4 separate regions of the Zea mays genome follow, and all the other regions are linked to region 2. Evidence: chromatin contacts called from public Hi-C data. All regions are on one chromosome and are shown on one strand. The core of a region is the stretch at or near the end of the contact, and the rest is flanking DNA. Distances in the headings are between cores, read along the strand shown. Region 1 holds the start of LOC103653847 (NAC domain-containing protein 7). Region 2 holds the start of LOC100278308. Region 3 holds the start of LOC118476959. Region 4 has its middle 11 kb from the start of LOC103655593.

Evidence for each region. A called contact is a pair of places that touch in the nucleus more often than the background predicts.
Region 1: a contact with region 2 is called in a Hi-C map of ear, with 2.4 times the contacts expected there. The contact joins the promoter of LOC103653847 here to the promoter of LOC100278308 in region 2. A contact is called at or near these places in 2 of 25 Hi-C or Micro-C datasets (ear and tassel).
Region 3: a contact with region 2 is called in a Hi-C map of endosperm, with 2.8 times the contacts expected there. The contact joins the promoter of LOC118476959 here to the promoter of LOC100278308 in region 2. A contact is called at or near these places in 6 of 25 Hi-C or Micro-C datasets (bundle sheath, ear, endosperm and 3 more).
Region 4: a contact with region 2 is called in a Hi-C map of tassel, with 6 times the contacts expected there. The contact joins the enhancer-like site here to the promoter of LOC100278308 in region 2. A contact is called at or near these places in 2 of 25 Hi-C or Micro-C datasets (ear and tassel).

Annotation. Positions count from the first base shown.
Region 1 is chr4:154,050,898-154,057,883 of Zm-B73-REFERENCE-NAM-5.0, reverse strand. It overlaps LOC103653847 (NAC domain-containing protein 7), which reads left to right and starts at 2,088. Exons shown (of 5, transcript XM_008680655.2): 1 at 2,088-2,637; 2 at 2,783-2,920; 3 at 4,596-4,781; 4 at 4,871-5,145; 5 at 5,322-6,119. The coding sequence starts at 4,622. The coding sequence ends at 5,957.
Region 2 is chr4:154,503,396-154,510,482 of Zm-B73-REFERENCE-NAM-5.0, reverse strand. LOC100278308 reads left to right here and starts at 3,986. Exons shown (of 3, transcript NM_001151624.2): 1 at 3,986-5,456. The coding sequence starts at 4,308. LOC606399 (kinesin-related protein 1) reads left to right here. Exons shown (of 13, transcript NM_001308496.1): 9 at 1-3; 10 at 249-347; 11 at 420-1,097; 12 at 1,420-1,730; 13 at 1,848-2,534. The coding sequence ends at 2,181.
Region 3 is chr4:154,859,650-154,867,236 of Zm-B73-REFERENCE-NAM-5.0, reverse strand. LOC118476959 reads left to right here and starts at 5,209. Exons shown (of 2, transcript XM_035967362.1): 1 at 5,209-5,734. The coding sequence starts at 5,224.
Region 4 is chr4:154,163,976-154,170,947 of Zm-B73-REFERENCE-NAM-5.0, reverse strand. No RefSeq gene overlaps it. Among protein-coding and RNA genes, the nearest start is that of LOC103655593, 11 kb to the left of the region's middle. Within about 2 kb of position 5,252, at least 12 of the 20 cell types and tissues checked have an H3K27ac peak or open chromatin away from gene starts, as enhancers often do. A contact at or near this core is called in ear and tassel, where this site is marked.

The sequences.
Region 1 (6,986 bases), core at 839-3,338, 450 kb after region 2:
GCCATATCAAAAGCCATATGATCACTGGTTTGACACTGTCATGTACCCACAAGGGGCAAAGATACCGGAGTTTTCCAAGTTTTGTGGTGAAAGTGGTAGAAGCACACACGAACATGTAGGCCAGTTCCTAGCACATCTAAGTGAATTGGTCGATGGGAAAGCCTTTCGTGTTTGTTTATTTTCTTTATCTCTTATTGGTATCGATTTTGCATAGTACGTCGTCCTACCTCCTAATTCCATTAATTCCTAGAATTTAGAAAGGAAATTTCATGAGCATTTCTTTTTCGATAAATATGAATTATTAGGGTTGACTGATTTATATTTGACGAAGTAGTGAAAAGTGGCAACATTAAAGTAACTCATACTCTTGCTCCTCTAGATGAGTTAAAGAGACGTGCTTATTGCAAGTGGTATAATTCTTTTTCCCATGCCACTAATGATTGTAACATTTTTTGTCAACAGATATAATCTGCCATAAATGAGAGCCGATTATGTTTTTAGGAGATGCAAGTGGGCATGCAACTATTTCATGTCAATATAATAGAACTAGCAAGCATAAAAGTCTTGGTTCGGCCAGAAGTGGCCGATAAAGACAAAGGCAAAAACATCGTCATTGGTGATTCGCACATGTCGAATATATCACGAGGAGGGATTGTTCGGAATGCTCCGGACAAGAAGACTAACAAGTCTGGAGACGTCGAGAGGCAGGCTCAATCGAGTAGCCAAGCAAATCTCCCTGGCTCGAGCATCGTGGACGGTCCAGCACATGCGCGCGGACGGTCCGGTGCTCAAACAGACGGTCTGGCTAACTCAGCCGGACAATCCGCCCATGGCCAAAGTCGTCAGCCTCCACATAAAGCGAAAAAGGAGACACAGGGGAAAACACCCATATAACACACATGGTCGGCTGGTCAAAGCCGGTCCTATTTTTGATCAATTGCTCTCCAAATATGCTAGCAAGAAGGTCGTTCTACGCGATCGACCAACAAAGAAACCTCGGTCAACCGCTAAAAGAAAACGTCTGAATAAAACGGCTGAAAGGCGACACAATAAGCATCACCTATTCATCCAGTGATACCACGATACTTTCCACCCACCTACTCATCGTCGATATATTGTCCTATATATCCAATAGTGGAATGGTACGATAATAAACCCGTGGTACATATAGTCTCTTTGCCTATTCAGGCTGGGGCACCTCCGTTTATACATTTTAATCCTTTGATCAGATGGTCATGCCCGAGAAAGATGCAATCCAAAACGGCCTTTATGCATTAGAGCTCTATTGAATGGTCACCCTGTCGAATTGAAAAGCTGGTGACTTGCATCAGGCTTAGTGCATAGGCTTTTGGTTCGTCAATCTTCACTAAAAGGCTGTGGACCGTACGATCTAGTGCCACGTACTATCCGCGCCTCTGCAGAGAGTACCGTCACGTGGTTCATCTCCGATGTTTGGCGCCAACACTATTATATTATTCCAGCATGCATCTAATCTAAATACAACTATCAAAACTTGTTCTCAACCTTACCGTCTTAGGACTGAACATCTTCGATCTCTCTCGCTGCTAATTCGTTTTCAAGAATAGGAAATGCGGTATTCTAAATTGCGGCACACTGCTAATGGACAGGTTAAGATGTTTGACTTCCTTCACACAGGATTTTTCCATTTATTTGGAGAACGGCTTCCTTCAGTAGACAGTAGTAGAAGCCTGGACTCGATGGCCCAGGAGGCCACCCCTAGCTACTAGCGCGATGCTATGAACTACGGCGCACCGTACCGATCGACCTATATGGCTATATCGAGGGAGAGTGCTAGCTACGATCTACGAGGCGAGGCTACGACGACCGAGGATTGCCTGTGCCTGGTGCATGTGGCATTTTCGCAGAGCCAACGCCGAGCTGAGTCGTGAGAGCACTAGCACAGTAGCACTCCACTCTAGCAGTAGTGGTGTTTCCGCCTCCTCCAGGACTCTCCAGTCCAGCTAAAGCTAGCTTCCAGCAGTGGCACCGGCCCTCTCCAGCCAGCGCCACGAAGCCGTATATAAGTGGGCTGTGGGCGCAACTCGGCTTCCCCCGTTACATTTCACTCCACTCCATCTCCATCCCATCCCACACCGCGCTCCCGGCGTCTCTGCCTGTCCCTCTCAGTCATATCCCTCTCTCGCCAAAGGGTCGCCGGGACGCGGCTAGAGCGCCTGACAGAGACGTGCAGTGCAGGGGCTGCCCGGGCCACTGCCGCCTCAGGCGGGCGCGCGATCGAGGTGACGGCGAGCTGCTTGCTGGCTAGCGCAAACAGTCGCGCGCGCGGGCGGTCGCTGTTGGTGGCGGGTGGAGGTGGTGGCGGTTACAGTGGGGGAAAGGAACGCGGGCGGGCGGCAGGCCAATCGGGAAAGGGCACAGGCAGATCCAGGCATCCCAGGATTTCTGCCTCCACCCAGACTTTGCCCGCAATCCATCCGCGCTTTCCGCTCCGTCTCCGTGTCGTCCCTCTCGTTCCCCGGCCTGGGCGGTGAAAGCGATATCGATCCAGCGTGCTGCTGCCTTGCTAGCTGCTGCTGAGTCCCTGACCTGGACGACAGCTGCTGCTTCTGCTAGCTGCTGGTATATAAAGTGGAGGCAACCTACAGCTTGGTGGTGGTAAGCCCCCAAACCAAACTCATACATGTCTGTTCTTCTCCTCTCCCTCTCATCCTGGCGTTTGTACCGAGAGTACGACTGACTGGGTGAAGGGTGGTGCCTAGCTGATCGCCTGATCCATCTCGTCCGCCCGGGGCCCAAGCAGGGTTACAAGAGGTGCGTGGCAGGCTACTGTTCAGGAGCTGTGACTGTGAGTTTGTGTTCTTATAAGCGTCGTCGTTGGCTCTCGACTGGTGGACTCGATCTGGGCGAACTAGATAAATTTGGCGCACGCACACGCTTGGTGAGGCTTCGATCACCTCTCCCTGTGCATATATGCGTATATATAGTGCATTGTTATTAGCTTCTTTCATTTGCTTAATTAGTTCTTGGATCGATGCTGCTGTGTGTAGTGCAGTGTGCCACCAGACGACACTGCCGGTTCCCAGCTACCAATACTAGTAGCTCGGTAGCTAGGTTAATTATGCGCGTACATTCCTTAGCTAACTTCCAAAATCCAAATTCATGCACCCCCCAAATAAGGCCTAGAGTGTTTAATATATATCTCTGTTGTGTAAAATTAACAAGGTTAGATAACAGAGATCCAGCATGCATGTAGACAACAACGGAATAAGGCCTATAATAGAGTGTTCCCAAACTCATGTCTCTGAAATTTTGAACCATATTTCTTATGGAATTTCTACAAATAACTTCCAGTGTTTGAAGGAGCCGCCAGATTCTCTTCTCTTGCATTGGTTTTTTCCCCCTCATTACCGTACCTCCTTTTGTTTCATGGAGAGGATGTTTCAGTTTAATTAGGCTGATATATTAATATGTTATTTTATGTCGTCAGAACGGACCCGGCCCTCTATCTTCTGTAATTGTGTGTGTGCACCGCGCGTGCCTTTTTTTTTTCTCAATTTGAAAGATATATGCATGCAGGTGCATTTCGGTGTATTAATTTTCCTTTCTCCAGTTATATGTATTAATACGAACATTCCCAAATATTAGGTTTAATCTTTTCTAAAACTATTTTGCCATATAATCTATCATCATATCTATTGGGGCAAAGAAATATCGTTTTTGCGCTAGCTGATGCATGTTCTTGCTGTTTCGGTTACATTTCTTTCAGCACAAAGGTCCGCATGTGCACTGAGCTAGCTTCCTTGGCACAAAAGGAACCAAGGAGAGCCAATGGATTAATCTTGTAATCGTATACATGATGAAAGTGTCTACTTTTTATCTACTGCCATGATTGCTCGCTTTTTTCCCCCCTGAAAATATCATCCCAGTGGAAATGAAATGAAACTTCTACTCCTCACCTGGTTTGTGTGCTAAGTTTAGCTATCATGCAGCATTGGTTCTTCTCTATTAGAATTATTAAGGGTGTGTTTAGATTGGTTAGGGCTAGTTATTAGCTGATAGTACAAATTAATATGGATTAGATAGGGTTGATCAGCAAGTTTGCTAACAACTAGTCGAAGGCTTGGCTAAAAAAAATAGCTCACCTATTAATTACCTTCATGTTTGAATTTAATGTGGCTAAAAATTCTGGGTAATAATTATTAGCCCTATGCATCCAAATTAAACGGTCTAACTTAATCCTTTGCACCCTTTATCAATTGTTAATTAAGATTGATAAAGTATTTACTTGTATCACTAGCTAAAAAAAGGTATTATTAATACGAGTAGCAAACCTTAGCATTGATGTGTCATGCATACTAGTGTTGGCACCTACATTTATATACCCAGTATGTGGTACTAATATAATAGCTCATTTTTCTCTCATATGGCTTCTTATTAGCATGATTATCGGGTGTCCACACTCTAGTAGAGCGTGTGGTATGACAGGCCAGGTAACCTTTTACGTGTGCGTGGCTATGAAAAACTAGCTAGTTTAGTGCATCAGTGCATAGCACTGGCATGTTTAATTTGCTGATGAAACTTGTACTGAATCTATGTCATGTTACTCCGTGTAGTTACTAGGGATCCTCTGATCGAAAGGATGGACACTTTCTCTCATGTCCCCCCTGGATTCCGTTTCCACCCCACCGACGAGGAGCTGGTCGATTACTACCTGAGGAACAAGGTGGCGTCCAACAAGATCGACCTTGACGTCATAAAAGACGTCGATCTGTACAAAATTGAGCCCTGGGATCTCCAAGGTAAGAAGTACATTAATTCTGAAACAAGTATATATATACATACATAGCTGCTGCTAAATAGACACATGCATTTTGGAATGGGCATGCAGAGAAGTGCAAGATCGGGACGGAGGAGCAGAACGAGTGGTACTTCTTCAGCCACAAGGACAAGAAGTACCCGACGGGCACCCGCACAAACCGGGCGACCACCGCCGGATTCTGGAAGGCGACGGGTCGCGACAAGCCCATCTACACCAAGAGCTGCCTCGTCGGCATGAGGAAGACGCTCGTCTTCTACAGGGGCCGCGCGCCCAACGGCCACAAGTCCGACTGGATCATGCACGAGTACCGCCTAGAGACCACCGAGAACGTGACCGCCGCCCCTGTACGTAAGCCTGCCGCCCTGCCTGATCCGATACGTACGATCCCTAGCTAGTTAGCAAGCTGAACAACAAATCGTCCATCGAGTCATCGAGCATGCCATTCAGCTCAGCTGACGACAGCATTTCCTCCTGCTTGCACGTACGTACGTGGACGATGCACGAATTGGTCGTTCATCAGGAGGAAGGATGGGTGGTCTGCAGGGTGTTCATCAAGAAGCGAGTGGAGGCCGTGCGGCGGATGGCCGACGGCGCGCCGCCGTGGTTCGATGGCCACGTCCCCGGCGGCTTCATGGCGCCCGCGGGCCTTGGCTCGCCGAGGCAGCTGATGCATCACCACCCAAACCCGGCAGCAGCAGCGCCACTGCTGTACAGCGGCCAGCAGCTCTACCACTGCAAGCCCGAGCTGGAGTACCATCACCTTCTGCAGCCGAGCCAAGAGGCCCTGTTGCAGCAGCTCCCTCAGTTGGTGGAGAGCCCCAAGCCTCCTCCTCCCGCCTTCATCGACCAAGGCAGCTGCAGCCTCCAGTCCCCCGACGAGGCTTCTGGGTACAACACCACCCCGCAGCAACCGCCGCCCATGACGACGGAGGCCGCCTACATGGACGACGACTCGGTCACCGACTGGAGAGTGCTCGACAAGTTCGTCGCGTCTCAGCTCTTCAGCCACGGCGACGGCATGGCGAAAGAGGATGGTTACCCCAACCCGGGGCAGGCATTATTTCAGGCTGAGAACAAGCAGCCGGAAGAAGCACTGGACTACGCCTCCACGTCTGCGTCTGGTGGCGGCGGCGGCGAGGCGAACATGTGGAAATAGCGTATGCCGTATACAATTCATCTGCGAGTTTACCATATATATGCCTCCCAAACCTGATTTAGTGTACAAATATATAGCGTGCAATATAATGCTTGTCATGCTGACACATGATAATATACACATGCATGCATGATAATAAACACGTAACCGAAGTGGTTATTATATACTGTATTATTTGTCATCAGGTCACAGGACCTGATGTTTAACAAGGTAGCTAGCTGAAAGCTGAAGCTAAGGAGCATCAGCAACTGAGTTGACAATCCGTAAAAGTAGTCAAGCTTTCGATGGACGTCTATTTGCACGGTCCATCCAGAGACCGACAGCTCTGGGTGCTGACTGCTGCGGATGCATCAGCAATGTTTGTTAAAAATGGAGTGGAAAGTTTATTTAGACTATCTCCAAGGGTCTTCCTAAATCCACCATATATATACCTCACTCTCTATTTTAAACTTTTTTTTTGAAAGGGAAAGGCACAAGAATTGCCCTTCCAATATATTAGACGAAAAGAGCAAACACTGTACAAAAACTGGCACCAAAGCTGGCGCCAGCATAAAAAACAACTAGCCAAGCAAGACCTAGCTATGACACTGGCACCAGAAAAGGGGGGAAAAAACTAACCCCCTGACCAGTCCCCCGGACACTACTAACAGGCCATACCTCTACCCACAAAATCTTTCACCATCTGCACAACTTGCTCTGTCGTTCTCTGTTGACCCTTGAAGATTCTGTTGTTTCTCTCCACCCATAAGCTCCACCAGAAATAAATTAGAAGGCCATCGAAACTTTTTCTTGAATGCTTGCTACAGAGCATCCTCAGTCTATACCACCATTCGCTAAGCGTTCCCGTCTTTGAAATACCGAAAAGGAACCGCAGCTCAGCCCAAGACAAAATCATGCTCCACACTTCCACAGCGAAGGGGCAATCCTTACAAAGATGAGCCACTGTCTCCAGAGACAAAGAACAAAGAGAACAATTATGATTGCAGGGCCATCCCCTTTTTTGCAAATTGTCAGCAGTTAAGATTTTGT
Region 2 (7,087 bases), core at 2,737-5,236:
AAGGTACATCTTCTTCCAACCTTTTGTCAATACATTTCTGCTCTTATGTCACAATTGATGCATTGAAATTTACTTAAAACTGTTGTTTCTGTGCAAGAATTGTGTTTCTATTTCTATTGAGTCGCTTTCTTTGCTTCTTCTGTACCTATGATGTATGATATATTCTTGCAATCAGCACGGTTACATTTTTTTTATTGAAAACCCACTTTCTTTTCATATCAATGATGTGTGTGTCCTTTAACATGCAGATGGAGAAAGAAATTAAAGAACTCAAGTCACAGCGTGATTTGGCTCAGTCTAGATTGCAGAATTTGCTGGAGACTGTTGGGGACCAAGTGAAGCACTCGGTAAACTTCTTATAAGGTGCTCTTCATCTTCTTGTTTCTTCACAGGTACATTTACTTTGGTTATGCATGTAGGGCTCAGGGAAGCGTTCAGCCCGCAGTCCTCCATCAATTGGAATATCCCCAGGCATCAGCAGGGATGATAGTTCTCAGATCTCTCACGATGATTCAGATCTTTTCAAGGACGTGCGATGCATTGGGACCAGTGGAACAGGAGGAAATGAACAGTTGGACCTGTCAGCTGGTGAAAGCAGTAGCCTTCAAGGTTTAAACATGAATTCTAGTTTGCATGGAAGCGGTTCAAATGCATCAGTGAATTCTAGGCGCTCAAGGCTCCTTAGTGAATCTCCTATCACATTGGAGCAGCATTTGGAGAATATCAAAAGGCCTTTTGTTAGTCTTGGCAGAGATCTAGGATCGTCGACACATAACTCATCAGGCTCCAGAATACTTGGTAGAAGCAGGAGCTGTAGATCACTTATGGGTTCTACCATGTTTGATGGCATGGAGATGGATGATGGCACCCCTCTGCATAGAAGTTTGGTTGGTTTCCCTGGAAGGCCTGAAGGGAATCATAGAAGGGGATCAACACCGAACCATGACGCAGAAAGTGAAACTCTTTCAAGAGCAGGATCCGTAGTTTCAACCAAGACAAATGCTGCATGCGATGCAGAGTTTACTGGTATAGGTGAATTTGTTGCTGAACTGAAAGAGATGGCTCAGGTTCATTACCAGAAACAGTTAGGCAATCAGGTACAAACTGAGTATCATATGACGTTTATGCTTGTCACTGAAGCTCACTGAAATAGAATGTGTATGGCGAAGTTCTGTTGCATGCTAAGGTTTTATTCAAATGCACATTATGCCCAGTTGCCCATTATAGGAGTAGAAAAACCGCATGTTACACCAGTTTTGACCATGTGAAGAGTTGCTTGCAGATGTTCTGTTTGTAGACTGATTGCTTGTGTTTTCAACTATACTGTAAAATCTAGTCTAATTTGAAACTAGTTCTAATCTGCTGATTTTTCTTCCTCTATCAACTTACCATAATAATATTTGTTAATCCTTGTTTCAGATTACAAATGGAGAATTTGTAGACATAAAGAACATTGGTTTGGACCCGATTGCTGATGCTTCGCAATCACCTTCTCGCTGGCCATTAGAATTCGAGAAGAAACAGCAAGAGATCATCGGGCTTTGGCACGCGTGCTGTATTTCCTTAGTCCACAGGACCTACTTTTTCTTGCTATTCAAGGGAGAACAAGCTGATTCAATCTACATGGAAGTGGAGCTCCGGAGGCTATCATTCCTCAGAGATACCTACTCTCGGGGAAACACCCCTAGCAATGCGGTGGTAGGCAGCTTGAACTCTTCCCCCGCTGCGAGGTAAGCGAATATATTTATATATATACTTGCACTTTCCTGTATCATAACTTGATGACAATTGTCGCAACGTCTTCTCTTAGAATGAGAAATGATTCTCCAATGAACCGCTTCATGCAGCGCCAAGAAGCTGCAGCGTGAACGGGAGATGCTTGCGAGGCAGATGCAGAAGCGGCTCACGGCAGAGGAAAGGGAGCGCCTGTACACCAAATGGGGCATTTCGCTGGACTCCAAGAAGAGGAAGCTCCAGGTCGCTCGCCGGCTCTGGACCGAGGCCGAGGACCTAGAACATGTCAGGGAGAGTGCCTCCCTTGTCGCCAAGCTGATCGGGCTCCAGGAGCCAGGGCAAGTCCTCAGGGAGATGTTCGGGCTCAGCTTTGCGCCGCAGCAGCAGCCGCCCCCTCGCCGGCGATCCTCCAATGGCTGGAGATACGGGATCCCTTCGTTCGGCTGATCGGATCGGATGAACGGTGCGAGCGACTGACCTAAGAGATGTAACTACCCTCCCCCCCACTTTTTTTTTATTATCTTGGTGTGGTGTACGGTACCTTCTGATTTCTGTAGTTTTTTAGTAGGATACCTACCGGGCCATCATTTGTTTGTGCGGCTGGCTTCGTGCATGCTTTTCTGCCTAGCCGCCGCCGATCAGGCCTCAATTGCTGACGACATCGTCCTATCCTACGACCGTAATTGTAATTCCTGACTCTTCTGTGTTATCGTGTTGACGTGCGCTGCAACAGCGCAATAGTAACGTGATGTTCCATTCCATCAGGAAAAAAAATCACTGGGACTGGTCCCTATAGCTAATCATGGTCATCTACCGTGAACTCATGATATTTGTCTGTCTGCATATTGAATTACTGCATAAATTTAGAAGTAAATAGTTGGAAACTATATCTTTTTATGAGTTTGGTGTAGGGGATTCGTGATATTAGTCGGATGTATGGTCCGTATTTGTCACGATATATGGTCGGTATTTCCCGCACTCTCCCGTATATGGCCCATATTTATTGCACAAGCTGCCAATACGAAAGATATTAGAAAAAAACAAATATAGGTAGGTACTCATCCTATCCCACACATATAAGGGTTCACCAGTGACGAGTATGAATTGTTGATAGTGCTCACGAAATGTGAGCACAAAGCCCGCACTGGGCGTCTCGGTTTACATTCACAATTAGTGATTGAGCCATGAATGAAGCATGGAACATTGTACGCACAAGTATCATATGTTGTACAGGGATTTGCAGTATTACAGTTTGTAAAACAAACTTTAGATTTGCTTTTTTAAAAAAAAACTTTAATATTTTAGCTTTACCAAATTCAGATCCACTAAAAAATTGAATATAAGCTACAGATCCATGATTTTTTTCCAGAGTATCTGAAGGATGCTAAAGAACTTGTAGATTTCTAGTGTTGACTAAAATTATTCATCATCGCATTGAGTAAAAGAACACACACACGCACACAAAAACCCCGATAGACCTCTAGAGTTAGACAAAAAATACTCATCATCGAACTGATTAAAAAGATAACGATTACCTCGTCTCTTTCCTTTACTCCGACGCCGCGCCTTCCTCTCCTCGCCCCGCTCCACCCGCTGGCCGCACGCGACCTCCTGGACGGTGGCAACGCGTGTGTCCTCTCCTCCGGTCACGCGCATCCTCCCCGGCGGTGGTCGCGCGCGCGTCCCATGCGTTCCAACCTGCAAGCTCTAGGAGGAGGATGAGCCTAACCTTATTCTGATTCCAATTTAGTTTCTCAGCTCGTGTTCTCTTTTTTTAGCTACTAGCCACTAGCCACTAGCCAGCGTCCATTCGTTTCACTTTCGTTGCAAAAGTCCATGGCGGGTACACGCTCTTTTCCTATAGACAGACAAGCAAGCACTTCCGCGCCGTCTTGCGATTCTTCACACGCCAAAGCAAGCGCAGCCGCCACCCGCGGACAACGATGAGAGAGAGAGAGAGAGACGGTGCACTCCCTTGAAGCATCCTTCCTCTCATCCCGGCAAAACCAAGTCCAAGATCACAAACAAACATAGTACTACGTGCACGACATTGCATCCACGGGCGCCGATCATCATTTACATGTTCCAGCGACCAACATTTATTTTCTAAGATTCGAAGCCCCTTAGCAATTCACGGACCCACCCGAAACAGAAGCGTCCTCACAAATCGGGGAAACCACGCGCAGTCCCGGGACGCGATCGCAGTGGTTGTTGGGTCCGCCGTCCGCGACAGCGAAGCTACAAATCCCTCGCCGCTAGTTGCTACACACCAAATCATTCGAAACGCCAAAATAAATAAATTCGTGCTTCAGTGACGGCACCAACAGCGACCCGTTCGATACCCGGATTCAAAACCGGAGAGGAATCCATCCCCAATTCCCTTCCTCCCCCCACCCCGTCGCCCAACAGATCTGGTTCTCCTTCCCAAACAGTTCGAATTCGATCGCGCCACGGTCCGTCACCCGCGCCGGCCAGATTTATGCAGCCATGCAGAGCGGCGGGGCCCGGTGCAGTTTGACTACTGCCGCTGCCGCTGCTACGGGGCTGAGGAGGGACCACTTTCGGGATCCGCAATGGCGAGCCTGTCGGACTCGGCGGGCGCAGGCGGCGGCCGCGCCGGCGCGGAGCTGATGGTGCCACAGTTCCTACTCAAGGCGCTGCACGCCATCCTCGCCGTGCGGTCGCCGCGCCCGCACGCGCCGCCGGCCCCGGCGGCGTCGGCGTCGGCGTTCCGGAGGCGTGACCGGTGGTTCCACCTGCCGATCCACGCGCCGCCGCCGCCGCCCGCGGCGGAGCACCTGCCGGACCCGTCCCCCGGGGAGCCGCTCGTGGTGGACGTGTACCTGGCCCCATCGGGCGGCGGGCCAGAGGAGGTGCTCGAGAGGTGGACCGTGGCGTGCGAGCCCTGGCCGTCGCCCGCCGCGGCCGCCGCCGTCGGGGAGGGGCTGGCGGTCAACAGGGCGTACAAGCGATGCATCACGCTGCTCAGGTCGCTCTACGCCGCGCTCCGCTTCCTCCCGGCGTACCGCGCCTTCCGCAGGCTCTGCGCGTCTGGCCAGGTGTACAACTACTGCATGGGCCACCGCGTCGGCTCCTTCGCCGCGCCCTTCTCCCGCGCCGAGGAGGCGGCCATGCGCACCAAACGCCTCGCCCCCGTCGAGACCCAGCTCGGCCGCCTCGTCGTCTCCGTCCAGTACCTCCCCAGCCTCGCCGCCTTCAACTTCGAGGTCACTTCCCTCGCGTCCGCCGCGATCATCACGGATTACGTCGGCAGCCCCGCGGCCGAGCCTATGCGTGCCTTCCCACCTTCGCTCACGGAGGCCACCGGCTCGCCCTTTCCGCAGCCCTCGCGGCGCCCCAACAGCTGGGCGTCGCCAGCGCCCTGGCCGCACACGCTCGGGCAACCGGCTAAATTCTCGCCTCCGCCGGCCCATTACGCGTCGCCCACGCCCTCGCCACCGACGTTTGGCTATCTGCACTCGCGGTTTAGCGGTGAGACTGCACCAATGACCATACCGCAGGCCGGCGGTGGCAGGGGCACTGTGCACCATCGGAACATGTCGGAACCCAGTAGAGCCTTCATGTTTCCTCCACCTTCGCCAAAGAATGTGCGAGGGGAGGCAGGGATGCAGGAGTCACCGACAGAGATCAATCGGTCCTTCAAGAGGGCGGATGGCATCCGCATGGGAGATCTCTATTCAAACTTGCCGTCTGGTTCTAAGGTGATTTTACTCCCTTTTGTACTTATAAACCAGTTGATGATGTTTGTGTTCATAGGACTATGCAGAAACATCATATCCGAACAACTTATTAAGACCTTCACTTTATATGATAGTGCATTCAGTAGCGAAGGATAACTGTTTCTTTGTCCTCAGTGAAAGACTCGTGGATAAAATACTTGTGTTAAACAACCTGGCATACTGTTCTCTCTATCAGCTTATTTGGGAATTATGACCTTAAGATTTTCTTAGTATTTTTCTTTACCTGGAAAGGTTGACAGGGTTTTCTGATTTGTTTTAGATGAAAAAAAGAATTCAATAGTCACTGCTAATTTTAGAAATGAAAGAGACACAAGCCCACTGAAACAGCATATAGCTGAGCCTGACTACTGTTGCCAAAACGGCAATAGGTCAAAGATAGTGAGCGCTAAACTTGTAGCAGCATCTAGGTGCCTAACAACTGAAGTATACTCATTATGGAAAATCTTTTCATTTCTTCCTCTCCAAATGTTCCGCCAAGCGTAGATGATAGCCCCGCTAAATTCTTGCAATCCTTTTTTTAGATATTTAGCTCACCATGAACTAGCAGTCAGAGAGTGGCTGATATGCTTGAAAAAGAACAGACCCAGTGCCGGAAGCTCCCACATGAGTGGAGTCTGGGGAAGCGATAAACCGTCACAAACTTCGCCCCGCAAATGCGGAGAGACTGCTTTATCCCTTCCGCTGATATGCTTGAAACCAAGCTAATTTCCTGTATATTCAAATCTGTGTTGTTACTTGTCAACACAGTAGACGGTATAATTTGGCCATCATCCCTTGGTCATGAGACTGTCCAAAGTTACTGTCCTGCTAGCTGTTATGCAGTTTGATTCATGCAAGGGTTTGTTCAAACAAACCCTTCCCCATGGGCACCGTCCACAGATCTGTAGTATTTGCATTAGTGTAGTAGGATAACCTAGATACACCAATCTTACTGTGTACTGGCTATTCCCTGTCTCTCTAACTCCGCAAAGTTGCTCTTTTGTTGATTTACACTACCTGTCTAACTTATCTTCAGCATATATAACATATTTTATATATAGCCATGAATTTCTAAAATGGTGTGGCCACATATTGTGCATTGTTTTTATTAACATGTTGTGAGGACATCTTATTATCACACATCATAGCTTGGTCTCTCGTTTTGAATAATTTGAGCACTTTATTCTTTAAATGTCTTGTGGAACTATCTTTTAAAATAAGTGCCAATTGTTGTGAACTTTAGCTGGCAATTTGGTGTGCTGAACATTTAGTATGATATTCATGTCTCATACTGGAAGCGAGTTTTTTTTTTCTCAAACGCACAGAAAAACTGTACATTATTATATTAACAAGAAAAAGGAGGTCCCAAATGTACATGAAAAAAGGAAAAAAAGCCACCTTAGTGTCCAGAAGCGAAAATACATAAAAAGATCTATTACATCTAAGAAAACTACCAAAAGAGCCTATGGCCCTGGGATTGGGGCTGTTAGGAGGGAGAAGTTCTTGGCCCCTGCCATCTCCCACAGCTCTCCCTCTTCTTCAGCTCTTCTAAGAGCAACATTCAGACTAGAAGTGATCCTCTCAAAAACACAACCATTTTCTATGGTTCCAAA
Region 3 (7,587 bases), core at 3,960-6,459, 360 kb before region 2:
ACCATTCATTGCATCCAAGTTTCCCAGCTTCCAACCACTATACAAGAGCTAGCATTCATTGCAAAGCACACTAAAAAGAGATCAAATCCTCTCCCAACTCCACACAAAGCCCTAGTGACTAGAGAGAGTGATTTGTAGTGTTCATTTGAGCTCTTGCGCTTGGATCGCTTCTTTTCTTTCGCATTCTTTCTTGTGATCAAACATTCACTTGTAATTGAGGCAAGAGGCACCAATCGTGTGGTGGCCCTTGCGGGAAGTTTGATTCCCAAGTGATTTGAGAAGAGAAGCTCACTCGGTCCAAGGGACCGTTTGAGAGAGGGAAGGGTTGAAAGAGACCCGGCCTTTGTGGCCTCCTCAACGGGGAGTAGGTTTGAGAGAACCGAACCTCGGTAAAACAAATCCGCGTGTCTCACTTCATTATTCGCTTACGATTTGTTTTCCGCCCTCTCTCGTGGACTCGATTATATTTCTAACGCTAACCCGGCTTGTAGTTGTGATTATTTTTGAGAATTTCAGTTTCGCCCTATTCACCCCCCCCTCTAGGCGACTATCAGTCGTCTTGACCAGGATAGCCGTCATATGGCAGTTGGTTCAATTCGAAGACCCTATTCAGACGGTCATTCGACCCGCGGATCTCCCCGCTGCGCTGGCCCTCGGTCCTCGGCACATAACGCCCAACAATCCGCGCCGCCTCGTCCTCCGCTTCACGCACAAAGGCGGCCGGATCACGGTGTCGCAGATTTAGCGCGAAGGCGGGACTCCGCACCATCTCTCCACCACGGAAAGGCATCTGGCGAGGGCATACTTCGCCCAGCGCCCAACCACGCACCAAGGGCCATACCCCGTAAGCCACAAACTCTTCAACCAAGTCGCGCCCACTGCTCTGGCCGGTGGCACACCGAAGGGCCCCTTCGTCCACATCATCCTCCGCCACTTCAAAGGGCGGGTACGCCGAGTAAAAATAAGAGCACATCTCGAACACGGGAAGTCCCTCGTGGCCTTCGACGGTACCCTCAGCAACGTAAAACCAAAATTCATTCCAGTTGCCCCACTTGTTGCGGGCGCAAGGGACCAACTCGACTACTGGCATCGTGGTCTTGCCGGTCTTCGGCGTGAATGTGCAGGACCCAAACTGAGCAACTTCGTCCCCAATCATCCTCTTCTGCCAGTGTAAACAATAATGCTTCGCAAAAACTTCGACCGATGGCTGTCCGCCGTACGAAGTCGTCGCCCAGACATACTTCGACAGCGCCACCACGGCATTCGGCGTCAGCTGATGTATTTGCACGTTGAACCTACGCAGGACTTCGCCAACAAACCGATGTGCAGGCAAGCGGAGACCGGCGGCGAAAAACGCCTCGAAAACAACCAACTCGCCCTCCGGCTCGGGGACTTTCTCCGTCCCCGGGGCACGGGCAACTCCGCCGCCGAAGTAGCCCAACCGCTGCATATCCTCCACGCGGGCCGACGACATTCGCGACACGCCGAAATCAACAGAGTCGCCGGCGCGCAACTCCTCCGACATCAAACTGCTCAACGTCTTCTCCGACGAGGCGGCGGCCGGCGGCGAGGAACCGGCCGGCGGTGTAGCGGCAGCGGAAGAAGAGGAAGACGGCATCGCTACGTACCGTCGGTGGCGGCGGGCAGTCTGCTTCACTCGCGCCAGATCTCCAGCGAACAAGAGCACGGCGGGCAGACGAGCGGCAAGACGGCGGGCGGCTAGGGTTTTTCGCGGAGCGCGGAAAGTAAAGTTCAAAAAGCGCCGGCCCCCGCCCCCTTTTATAGGCGGAGCGCGGCGCTTTGGGAAACCCGCAATCCAACAATACCCGGTCAATCAACGGTCACATCAAAAACCCCCGCGGAACCACTTCGAGCGAGGGCAGCGTCTCCGCCATCTAGCGACGTCTTCGGCACCAGGTGACTTTGTCGAACTGGTCCCTCGGAGGGCAAATGTTGGGGCGAAGGCATAGCCGCCACCCTCCGCTCGAAGCCCTCGCTGGTGCCGCTGGTCCGACAAAGACAAAACGGGCAGGGACACCCTTCGCCCGGTACGACGCCAGACGAAGGCCTGCGACGAGGTCCTCCCACCGTGCGGCCTCGTCCTGTTCGGAGGCCCACGTACAATCCGGCCCATTGTAACGGGCCCTGCGCGGTCGCTGTGTGCTACGGGCCTCTCTTGTAAAGGCATTCCTGTAATTACGGTCTGTAACCCTGCTTTATAGGAATATTCTGGGGATAACCTGGGTAGCTGAGGGCACATGCGTCCTTAACACAAGGCGCTGGGCGCTCAGGTACCTATAAATACCCCCGCACAGTGCCCGTGAGAGGCTAGATTAACAGAGCTGGTGCCTCCTAGCACGTAACCCTATTGTCACCACCGTTCACCCTTGTTGGCCTCCTTGCGTTAGAGAGCAAGTTCCAACAATCTTGCTGACTTATCCCTAGTTCGCTTCGATATTCAAGGTCGTTGCACGTGGGAAAGTCGGGTCGGCGTTGTGGATAGCGCTTAAGTCCAACGAGCTGCTTGGGCCTGAGTCTACTTCTTTCTCGCGTCGGCCCATTCCACCAGGAGTTTCCTCTTGGCCCACGAAGGGATGGTCTAGCGAGATAGCAGGCCTAAAGCCTCTCGCGGGGCCTTCTTACCTTCTAGTGGTCCCGGGGGATATCTGTCCCCCACACTATTAGAGAAGGGAAGAGAGTTTAAGTGGGACTGGAAGTGCCAAGATAGCTTTGATCAATTAAAGTTGAGATTAATGTCACCCCTAGTGTTGGTTATGCTAGATCTATAGAAGGGATTTGATATTTATTGTGATGCATGCGGCCAAGGCTTGGGATGTGTTCTTATGCAAGAAGGACACGTGATTGCCTACGCGTCTCGTTAGTTGCAGAAACATGAGCTGAACTATCCCACTCATGACTTAGAACTGGCAGTCGTAGTGCATGCGCTTAAGATATGGAGACCTTATATTATGGGAACCAAGTGCCAAGTGTACACCGATCATAAGTGCTTGAAGTACATATTCACTCAGAAGGATCTCAACCTTAGGCAACGCCGTGGTTGGAGCTCATTAAGGATTATGATTTGAAGATTCATTATCACCCGGGTAAGGCAAATCTGGTTGTAGATGCCTTGAGTCGGAAGGAACATGTTCATTCAGCCATTATTACCCAGCTACCTAATGAGATTGTTGAGGATTTCAGGAGACTCAACCTGGGAATAGTTGCACATACTGAAGGAGTCACTATTGATGTGGAACCTACCTTGGAGCAAGAAATTCGCAAGGGTCAGATTGGTGATGCAAAAATACAGGAGATCAAAGATCTGATTACAGAAGGTAGAGGTCCAGAATTCACGGAGGATGAGCAAGGCACAATATGGTTCAAGGACCGGATATGTGTTCCTGAGATTGACAGCCTTCGTGAGACTATATTGAAGGAGGCCCATGATTCTAATTACTCTATTCATCCTGGTAGCACTAAGATGTATCAGGATTTGAAGCAGAAGTACTGGTGGTATGGGTTGAAGAGAGATGTGGCTGCACATGTGACTATGTGTTATGTGTGTCAAAGAGTCAAGGCTGAACATCAAAGACCAGCTAGACTACTGCACCCGTTAAAGATACCCGAATGGAAGTGGGAAGAAATTGGCATGGATTTCATTACTGGGTTGACTCACACCCCGAAAGGATATGATTTTATATGGGTGATTGTGGATAGACTGACCAAAGTGGCGCATTTCATTCCGGTCAAGACTGCTTATAAAGGATCTTAGTTTGTAGAGTTATACATGGTTTGGATTGTGTGTTTACACGGAGTACCAAAGAAGATCGTGTCTGATCGAGGTTCACATTTTACCTCCAGATTTTGGAAAAGTTTTCATGAGAATCTAGATACGAAGTTGAATTTTAGTTTGGCCTACCATCCTCAGACTAATGGCCAGACTGAAAGGACTAATCAAGTATTGGAAGATATGTTGAGAGCTTGTGCCCTTCAGCATGGAGGCAGTTGGGATAAAAGTCTACCATATGTTGAGTTCTCATATAATAATAGTTACCAGGCCAGTCTGAAGATGTCACCATTTGAAGCTTTATATGGCAGGAAGTGCAGGACTACTCTATATTGGGATCAGACTGGAGAAAGACAGTTCTTTGGGCCTGAACTTATTCAAGAGGCAGAAGAACAAGTCTGTATAATTCGGGAAAACTTGAGGGTAGCTCAGACTAGGCAAAAGAGCTACGTTGATAATAGAAGAAGACCACTGGAGTTTGAGGAAGGTGATCATGTGTACCTCAAGGTGTCACCACTTCATGGAATGAAGAGATTTGAAGTCAAAGGCAAATTATCCCCTCGCTTTATTAGACACTTCAGAATTTTTAGGCGAGTTGGGGAGATGGCATACCAACTCGAGCTACCTGATAATCTATCTGATGTGTATGATGTATTCCACGTGTCTCAACTTAAGATGTGTCTCCGTGTCCCTGAAGAACAGTTACCAATGGAAGAGCTAAGTGTTTAGGGTGATCTAACTTACACGTAGTATCCTATCAAGATTCTTGACACTTTGACTTGAGTTACAAGAAATAAAGTGATAAAGATGTGCAAAGTGCAATGGAGTCATCATGGAGAAGATTAAGCTACTTCGGAGAGAGAAGAAGAGCTTCAGATAGAATTTCCCATCTTTTCCCTAGTCCTTCCTAAATCTCGAGGACGAGATTCTTGTTAAGGGGGTAGGATTTGTAATACCCAAATTTGTACATCATATAATAGGAGTGTTTTGCCTCTATTTAATTGAGCATGAGAATAATCCCATTCAAAGATTATAAGTAACTAATGACACCTAAATGAAATATGCTTCATGCCGAGGTTTCATTTTGTGTGCATTTTGTGATAATATAAAAATAATGTAAAATGAAATATATTAATACCCAAATTAAAATTTAATATCTAAAGAAAATTCTAGGATTTGAGAAAAGAGAAGAAAGAAAATACTATGTGAATAAAAATAAGTATATAAAAATATATTATTCCTACACAAGGATTTGAATTTGTACATTTGACTCAAAGGTGAAACTCATAAGAGGATTCAAATTTAAATTGGAGATTCAAATAAGAAAATCAAAAAGAAAAGGGAAAAATACAAAAGAAAAAGGAAAACAGCTAATTGGGCTGCTCGGTCTTATTTCGGCCCATTCTCTCTTTCTTCCCCGCGTAGCCCAAATCACTATGAGCTCCTGGCGCCGACCGCACGAGCCCACGAGCAGTCTCCGTGGCGCTCGCTTCTCCCTTTTCTTCCATTGGCACGCGGGCCCACCTTGTCATCTGCTCGTACGTGCTGTTGCACGTTCTTCCTCCCCACACGCTAACGACCTAGAGCTATCGCCGTGGATCCCGCCTGCGCTAGCAGCTCGCCCTCAACCACCCTACCCACTCCATGGGCATAAGCTGACGGCTGCAACCCCTCTCTGTTTCCTCGCCTCATCAAGCCCTGCACCGTGGTCGTCGTATGAGGAAAATTCGCCATACGTGAGGGAGAGTCGGTCACCACCGTTGGATCGCGACTTCATCGCCGTTGGGGTCCGGGAATCGGGCCAGGAGGCGTCATCGTACCACCGGGTGTGTGCTCGTGCGGCGGGGGAAAATCATCCTCACACCGATGACAATTTCTCGTCAAAGCTCCGCGACCGCGCCAATCCGCACTTCACCGCGGACCGGTCTCCTGTGCGCGCCATCTCCGGTGAGTACTCCTTGCGCCATGTTCACTAGCCCCCTTCGATTGTGTAGCACCCCGTAGAGTGGAGGATAGTGCGCTAGATCGCGGGATCCGGAAGTCCGGCGATGGCGTCCACCGCATCTAGGTTTGCACGAAGGCGCCGCAGGTCGGGATGGCTGAGGTAGACGACGAGTTTCTGGCCGTCGATCGTGAGATCTACGACGCAGATTAGATCCGAGGGTAGTGTTTCGTCCGAATAGCTTGGTCCGTCTGATTCCGATCTCTTGCTTGTGGATCGATCGCGATCACTTGATAGTCTGGGCCGTCGGATCTGTATCCGACGACTGCGAGCGAGTATCGGTTCGGGCCCGGGGCCGATCTAATACACACCGTTGGTGTGCGATCCTGCGGCCCAAAGTTCAAAATACCCTTTTGCCAAGCCACACTTCCATAAGAGTCCCTGGGTTTATTGAGATTCAACCCGCAGTTCTATCAGTGGAACTATGAGTCTTAGGGTTATTTGTGCAGTGAACCCTATGTTTTGTTTAAATCATGTGCGCAGTCCAGAAGTCAGTAAAAAGGAATAGATGATTAAGGAAATTGATTTTTAGTATGAAATTAATTGCAGAAACTTGTAAAATTCCTAGAAAATTCATATTAAGTCCAAATTGACCCATTCTAGTTTCTGTAATTTTGAAATATTACTGTTCATCACATAGTGTCTCTCTCTGTTTTGACATGCAAACTATATTAAAATTTATGTCTTAATTAATCTTGTATCAAACACATAAAACCTTTGGAAATTCATAACTTAAAATCCGTAACTCCAAAATTAATGATTAATGTTTCTATGATCTTATTTTAATATGTAGATTATTAATATGTATTTTGTATACATGTTTGGTGTGATGTTAATTTCTTTTTTATACTATGCCTGTTTGTATTGTGGCGAGTAGAAGAGCCTATGGCTGAGGATCCCGGTGTTCAGCAGATAGAAGTTGCTGAGCAGGAGCTCATTGAAGGCAAGTTGTGCCCTTGACCACTTTTTATCCAATAATGTTCTTTGTTATCACTTATCAATGCATAGGTTTAATATTGATGGGACCCAATAAGTCACCCTAGACCGGTTATCCTTTTACCTTGTTTTTCCCTGAATCATTTGGGTAGTTATGCTATTGCTTTACATGGTTTTGGGTTAATATTTCATTATATCCATGTTCCAATTATTCTGTTATTTTATTTATGTTCATGTCAAGATCATTATTTTTAATTGGAACATGGAGCTTAACTTGAGAAACACGTACCACCACAAGGGTGAAATGGGATGCCCTTGGCTGACTAATTAGGAAAGCTAGTGGAAGACTATCTTACCCGAAAGGGGCAAGGGCAGTAGGGGAGTAGGCGTGTAGGGAGGTTCTCGGTTGATTTTGCTGCGATGGCGGTCAGACGAGGGATTCCTGCATTGCTATTCCCAGAAACTGTAGCGGGTTTTCGAAAGCTAGTGGAACTTTGTAAAGGCCTCATAGTGTTACCCTGCCTTGCTTCCTTAGTAGACGTGTATGGGGCTCGTACAACCCCGTGGCAGATGGGTAACATGACTTGTGGGTACAGGGTACAACCTCTGCAGAGTGTAAAACAGGTATACTAGCCGAGCTCACGGTCATGAGCAGCTCAGGACTCTCGCATTATTAAATTATGGAACTTAAATTCAATTTGTCATTTGCATTGCATGGGATTTATTATTAATTTTGTTCTATTACTCTTGTTATGGTTTGGTATTTACTTACACTTAGTAACTGCTAATAAAATTTGACCAACTTATTAAAAGCAATGCTCAGCTATAACCCCTATTGTTGATCAGCCTTACGCTTCACATG
Region 4 (6,972 bases), core at 4,003-6,502, 340 kb after region 2:
ACATCCACATTAAAATTCAACCTCTGCATAATAATAGACGTTACTATTTAGTATATGCATATTTACATATATTTATACCAATCAGTAAAATCATTTATCAATGCTCACTTTTTTAGCTTCTGAGGATGCAGCAATATGTTCCATTTGTTCATGTGCTACGTGACACGGAGAACTTGTATCACCAACCTCATGTGAAATTCTCATGTTGTCCTCCTTTAGAGCCCAACCCAAATACATCAACATTTACATGCAGCATAAATATATATTTTCATTTTAGACAAATAAACAATATTATTTTAATATGTACCTGGTTACCAGTTGTTATTATTGTTAACACATGTTCACATCCAGTCCTGGTGTTATGCGAATCCTACAAAATATTATTTGCTTATTACATTGATTTTATATATTCATTATGTACAATACTTCATGCAAGCTTATATATATATCTTTTACATACCTTATTATGACATGTAATTGTATTGTCATCTTCCATCGCCAGCATTATTTTTATTCAACTCTTCTTCCTGGTACAAAATAACATGTTACTATGCATAATTTATGTTACAAATAGTATAACACTAAAACATCTGCAATATTATTACCTTGTCTTCCTCATTATCACTAACATCTGTTAACTCATTACATCCAATATCTGGCTCCAATTGGCTTAGAACGACATCGAGCTCATCCAACACATCTATCGCCTTATCGTACCCTGCTTTTGACATACACGCCTGGCGAACTACTTTCATTGTTTTCGTTAACAACATTTTCTGTCTGTATGATTTAGTAACTCTATCCTTCCCCCTGAAGCTCTTATCAATTCTTTCAAACGGAACATCTTTTCTTGATGAGACAGTGTACCTTTGCAATATATACTTTGAAGGTATCTTTTCAACTTGAAGATGCATGAAGGCTCTTAAAAGATGAACACACAATAGACCTGAAAACATGAAAACGAACCATTATTTCAAAAATATACATTAATTTGTACTACAATCATCAAATTCTCTAGTATGCAAATTTTTTATGCTAACCAACATAATACGTACAAACCTGTATGTTCCCACTGTTTGCACTCGCATGTATACTCCCCAGCTTCTATGTCTGCTGTTATCTTGAATTGATGTTGTCCCCACACAATTTTATTAGACCGTTTTGTATGATGTACGATCCATTCATTATCACATCCGTCTGGGTCCTTTAATATTTTGTATGCAGTGGCGTATTTCATTGATTCCTCAAATCTATTCATAACAGCTCTGGTGTATGCTCTAGAGACTCTCACTTCGAACCTATATAATGTATCCGTTGTCCTTGGTGCCTATAACACATTATTATCATAATTAAACAAATTATTTACATAAATGTATGCAAAACCGTTATTGCTAACAAGCACGACATACCTTGCTCACCAATGCCTCCTTTGATTCTTTCATTTTCCTGCTGTGCAACATTTTCATCATTTGTTTAGCGAACTCATGCAGTGGGGTGTTCGCATCTACATGTGATTGCTTCACTAATCTGTTCATGCTCTCACTTCGTTGTGTAGATACCATTACCCCACAGAAGTCATTTTTAAAAAATGCAGGTATCCATTCTTTTCTTATTTCATATAATTTGCGTAGAGTCATATCTTCATGAAGATTGAACTCCTCTAGCATCATTTCCCAGGCACATTCAAACTCATGAGGAGTTAATGGATGATGTATAATAGACTGGAATGTTGTTTTAAAATCCTTAACAGCAAACCTGGCATATATCTCATTTAGGAATGGCATAAATCTGTTCTGTACATGCCATAAGCACAGTCTGTGAACTATTTTTGGAAATACAGTTCTCAGAGCAATTGGCATTGTAGGATCTTGATCTGCAATTGCTCACAGATTATTCAGTTATTTTCACAATAAATTAATTCACTGTTTTGCATAACAAATGTATATATCACATACCTGTAAGCATAACTCTTGGACCCTCGCATCCCATACATGTTTTGAATGAATTGAAAGCCCATTCAAAAGTATGTACAGTTTCATCTCCCAACAAAACAAATCCAAACACTGTACACTGCAGATGGCTGTTAGCTCCAACAAACATGCCCAGTGGTTTATCATATATATTTGTCTTGTGTGTTGTATCCAATGTCACAGCATCACCATAATCTGCGTATTCCCCCTGCATACTTGCGTGTGACCAAAAAATACTAACTATTTTCCCATCATCGTCTAGCTGGAAATCACAAAAAAATTGTGGATTCTGTTTCTTGCATTCTCTAAAGAAAGCCAAAAGTTTGGCTACATCATTTGAGCAATTTTCTCTTCTCCTGGCTGCCCTCCTACATTTGTTTGCACAAAAAATTATTACACACACATTTACTATAGTAATATTCATGGCTATTGATATATACACATGTAACAAAAAAGTATTGCTTACATGTTTTTCAGATCTTGAGCAGTTACCGGTACGTTCTCCGGCCCATCATTCATTTCTGATATAAAATCAACTATGCAATGCTGCGGCACTCGGCTATCATGCATTGCATCCACAAAATTTATGAACTCAGCATCCCTAATTTTGTTGCAACGTAAATGTTGTTTCTCTGCTTCGTCAGTTATGAACTCATGGTTATGCTCCAAGTTTACCAGTTCAATTTTTGTAGCTACAACCATTTTGTTTTCATCATCATATTTTTTTTTTAAATTTTATTCTAGCTTTGCATTGCGTACGCCCCGATGATCTATTCCTCATCCTAGGTGTATCATTTGATTTTGCTGCACTTTTACCTTCACGTGAACAATTTATCCACTTACTGAATGTCTTCTCTCTGTATTTCTTCAGTGGAAATCCAACTTCATATGCATATCTTTTATAGAATTTATATGCATCATCAACATCCTTGAAAGTCATCCCTACCGTTGGCACTATAGTTGGATCAATGTTTTTGCCTGCTATTTCATTGTCATTGTTGTTTGTACCATGGAATATGTTCACAACAATATAATCAATCAATAATCAAATACAGCGATTGGACTTACATGTGAACGCAGTATCTGTGGCGTATCCATCTCCCTGGAGCTAATATTGGACATAGAAGGTCGAACCCTTTGTTCTCCTTCTTCCCCTATGCTCATCTCGGCGATCTCAGGACCCATTAGAGCAGGCGGTGGTGTCACCAGTGAGTTACCACCAACTCCTCCCTCTGTCTCTAGATCAAGACGAACGTCATCTCCTTCCATCGCCGGCGACCCTCCAGAGCCGGCCATCTCCAACTCTGATTAGTTATGCAGGCTTAGTGGTCTTTTTTTCCGAATGAAAGTAAATCTCGGATACTATAAAAGTAACTGCATCCACGTTTACAGGGTCTCCCTATTATTTCCGAAACCGTCCCGATATTATGGCGACGTCTTTGTCAAACTAAAATTCATAATATAAAATTTACGCACAATGACACAACGTTTTACGCCAATCGGTATATACTGTTTATGCATCTATTATGCCGTTTCGGTTTTATGCCATATCTTTCAACATCTTATGCTTCATTTTTTTTACCTTCCGCACATTACTTACCATGCAAGATCCATAATTTACGCGCCCAAGTATCACAGTAATCACGTTTGCATGTGGCATCTATTCCCTTTAATTCCGCGCAATTCCCTTACCATTCAAACAACCGCGTCACGGCGCCGTCTGTCCTGCATGCCACCTCTCAGCCCCACGTTAAAACACAGGCGCGCCTGTTCCATCGACCAGACCTCGGGAACCGACCTGGGCTTCCTTTAATATCCGAAGTCCAGGGCTCCCGTTATACCTATATATATATATATATATATATATATATATATATATATATATATATATATATATATATATATATATATATATATATATATATATATATATATATATATATATATATATATATATATATATATATATATATATATATAGGTGTTTATCACTAGGTCGAATGATACATAGTCAAGTTACTTTTTTTTGATGCAACAGAATGACAGCAAATAAAACTATGTCTTTAAAATAGTCATTCTTGAGGAGCTCTAACTATTACAAAAGTAGCAGATTATGATTTCCTCTTCAACTCACATTTTTTAACTTGTTGAGAATGACTGTCAGACAAGCAGCGTTGTCTCTCTTATATGTTTTATGCACGTGGATGTGGTTGTTAATTTCTCAGATTTATTTATTAAATTCACATATTTTTCTAGTAATTATTGAAATTACATTAAAAACTATCTTGTTTTTTAAACACACGACGCTACTCTCAGATGATTTGAGGACTCAGTTTTCTTCAGTCTCTCTGTGCCGATCGACTGCTAGTGGCCTGTTGCAGTCATTGTCAGGCGTCGTACGTCCTTAACTGTCCGCTCCCCCACCCTGACTCTATGGAGCTTGGAAGGTCAATTGATCTGCGCTCCGTTTCAAGCGGTGAGTTTGCGTTTATACTGGCCTTTGGCTGCTTTTTTTTTTTTTTTGGGAAGCCGACGTTGCTAGATTGCTGGTTGACGGTCGTGTACCTCAACAGGTTAGTGAAAATTACGCCATGTTCGTGCTAAATTGCTCTACGGTTCAGCTGTTGATGGTTGCTGTACACCAGCTGTTCGACGAGCTAACGCAAGCCTTCGTTGGGGAGAACGAGTAGTAGTAAAGCAGTGCTGGGATTGCGGCCGTGCTAGCTTTCACGTTGGAGCTTCCTTTTATTAACAGTCACAGTCATACGCAGCAACAATATCCATAAAAAAGATACGTTGCGAGGCTGTTATAGGGTCGATATGACCATCAAGAACGTCGTCGTCCGTCGTTGGGTCTCGCGGAGTACTTTCTTCGTTTCGTTTTAGTTGTCGTTGAATATTGTAAAATTGAACTATCCAAGACAACTAAAAAGAAACGAAAGGAGTAACATACAACAGACTACGTACAGGAGATCAGAAAAGTAATTAAGCCACAAAAGACTAATAATACATAAAAAAGCTGACTGGATGCTGGATTTCTCAAGCGACCATGATTCTCTTGTTTATATAGAAGAGAGTTTTACTCTAGCAGAAAGTACAGTCCTGTAATACAATATCTAAGTTTCCCACGTCAAAAATAGATTCAAAGGAAATCATTTCGGAAGAAGAAGAAAAAAAACGCACACAAAAACTGTCGGGCTCGTATTTTCGCTGTTGTAGAGAGACAAATGGGCCTCGACCAAACTAAGTGGGCTTTAGGATGCTGTATGCCCACGAAGACGAATCGTTGGTCCTCTTTCTCATCGCTACGAGCCTGCCGCGGCACTTGGTATGTTTTTAAACACTTACTGCTACTGTACTCGATCGTATAAGGCGACGGGCGACGCGGACAAGAAGATGTCTCTATATTTTCTCCATAAAATTGAATGGATTTTTTTACGAAATTTCTGTGTTCCAAATAACCCAGTTGACTTCCCGTCATGGTCGACTGGTCGTCCACAACATTTGCTAGTGGTAGCTTGCAGTCCACAGGCATGACAGCTCTAATCAATCCGCTATTCCCAATTTTGTTGTTGAGTGAGGCAAAACAGGTCCTCCGTCGTACGACCCCTTTGTGTGCTTAGGTGATGCCTAATACCTATGAAAAAGAAGAAGAAGAAAAGGGCCAGCTGATTAGCTCAAGTTATAACTTCGTCACTATAGCAGATGCTATAGATAGATCGGTGTATACAAGGTTATTGCTACAAATTAAAGCGGTCCCAGCTGTTTCTAATCATCAAGCTTTGCATGCAGATTTCACCGGCCGGCTGCTTCTAAATAATGATTTTGACAGCGATACAAACAATCATGGTTCCTTTCTTTTTAATCCTCTCTCGGCCCCGTAGCTTATCGACAGCTATGGTTTTTTTTTGTTTTTGCAATAATGAAAATGTCAACGTTTTACACTTATTACCAACTCGCCTTTACAATGAAGACGACAAGGCCGCCTCTCCCAGCCGTATACTAGCTAGTATAGTAGTGTACACATCCTATCTAGCAGTAGCTCCATGTCACTGTCCCAGAGGCAAACATCAGTCACCTGCTGGGTTTGACAGCCAAATTAAAGCGCCTTTTGGTTACAGAGACTAATCTTTAGTCCTTAGCTTTTAGTCTTTTTACCAAACAGAATGACTAAAACATAGACTGATTGACTTTAGTCTCTAGTCTTTGACATGGGTGCTAAAAGAGACTAAAGAGTAGCATTTACTATCACTGTCTGGATTGTTTACTTATTTTATATAAAATTTCAACAGCTGGAATAAATCTAGGTCCAATCCTAGACAACCGAACATGCCCTTAGACCTTGTTCGTTTGTGTCGGATTGGTGGGTCGGAACGATTTCTAACCGAATTGCTTCTCTAATTTATATAAGCTTTGATTAGCTGGAACGATTCCGGGTGCAATCCGATAGAAACGAACAAGGCCTTAATGTGTTTAGATTCTGCTTAGTCTATAGAACAAAACAGGGTAGGGACTAAAGTTTAGTCCCGGGACTAAATTTGAGTCCTAAGAGACTAATGGAACAAACGGTCCTTAAACCAACTCTCGTGCAGCGTGCTCTAGCAAATACTTAGGCATAACGCAAACACCTCGTCTAGTCCTAGAAAGAATATAACAATTAGTTAAACCATAAGTACTAAATTCTACTAAGATGGAGAAGGCGGGACGGATTATTAGCTAAAAGTCAGACCTGAATTCCGGTTGGAAGAAGACACAAGTATATACCGATCAGGCAAGCCTAGACGTATACATGGCATGGCATGGCTAGATGAGCAGACAAATTAATCTTACCAAACGTCCTAGCTTTCCGTTTGCCTTTTGCAGGCTCTTTTCCATGTGATGGCCAATGGTAATAACCACACATGAATGCAGCAGCAGCAGCGTATAGCAGGTAATAAAAGAAAATATACCTAGCTGGCTCGACCTGCTGCAGCCTGTTATTACTACGCACTACTCCACTCCA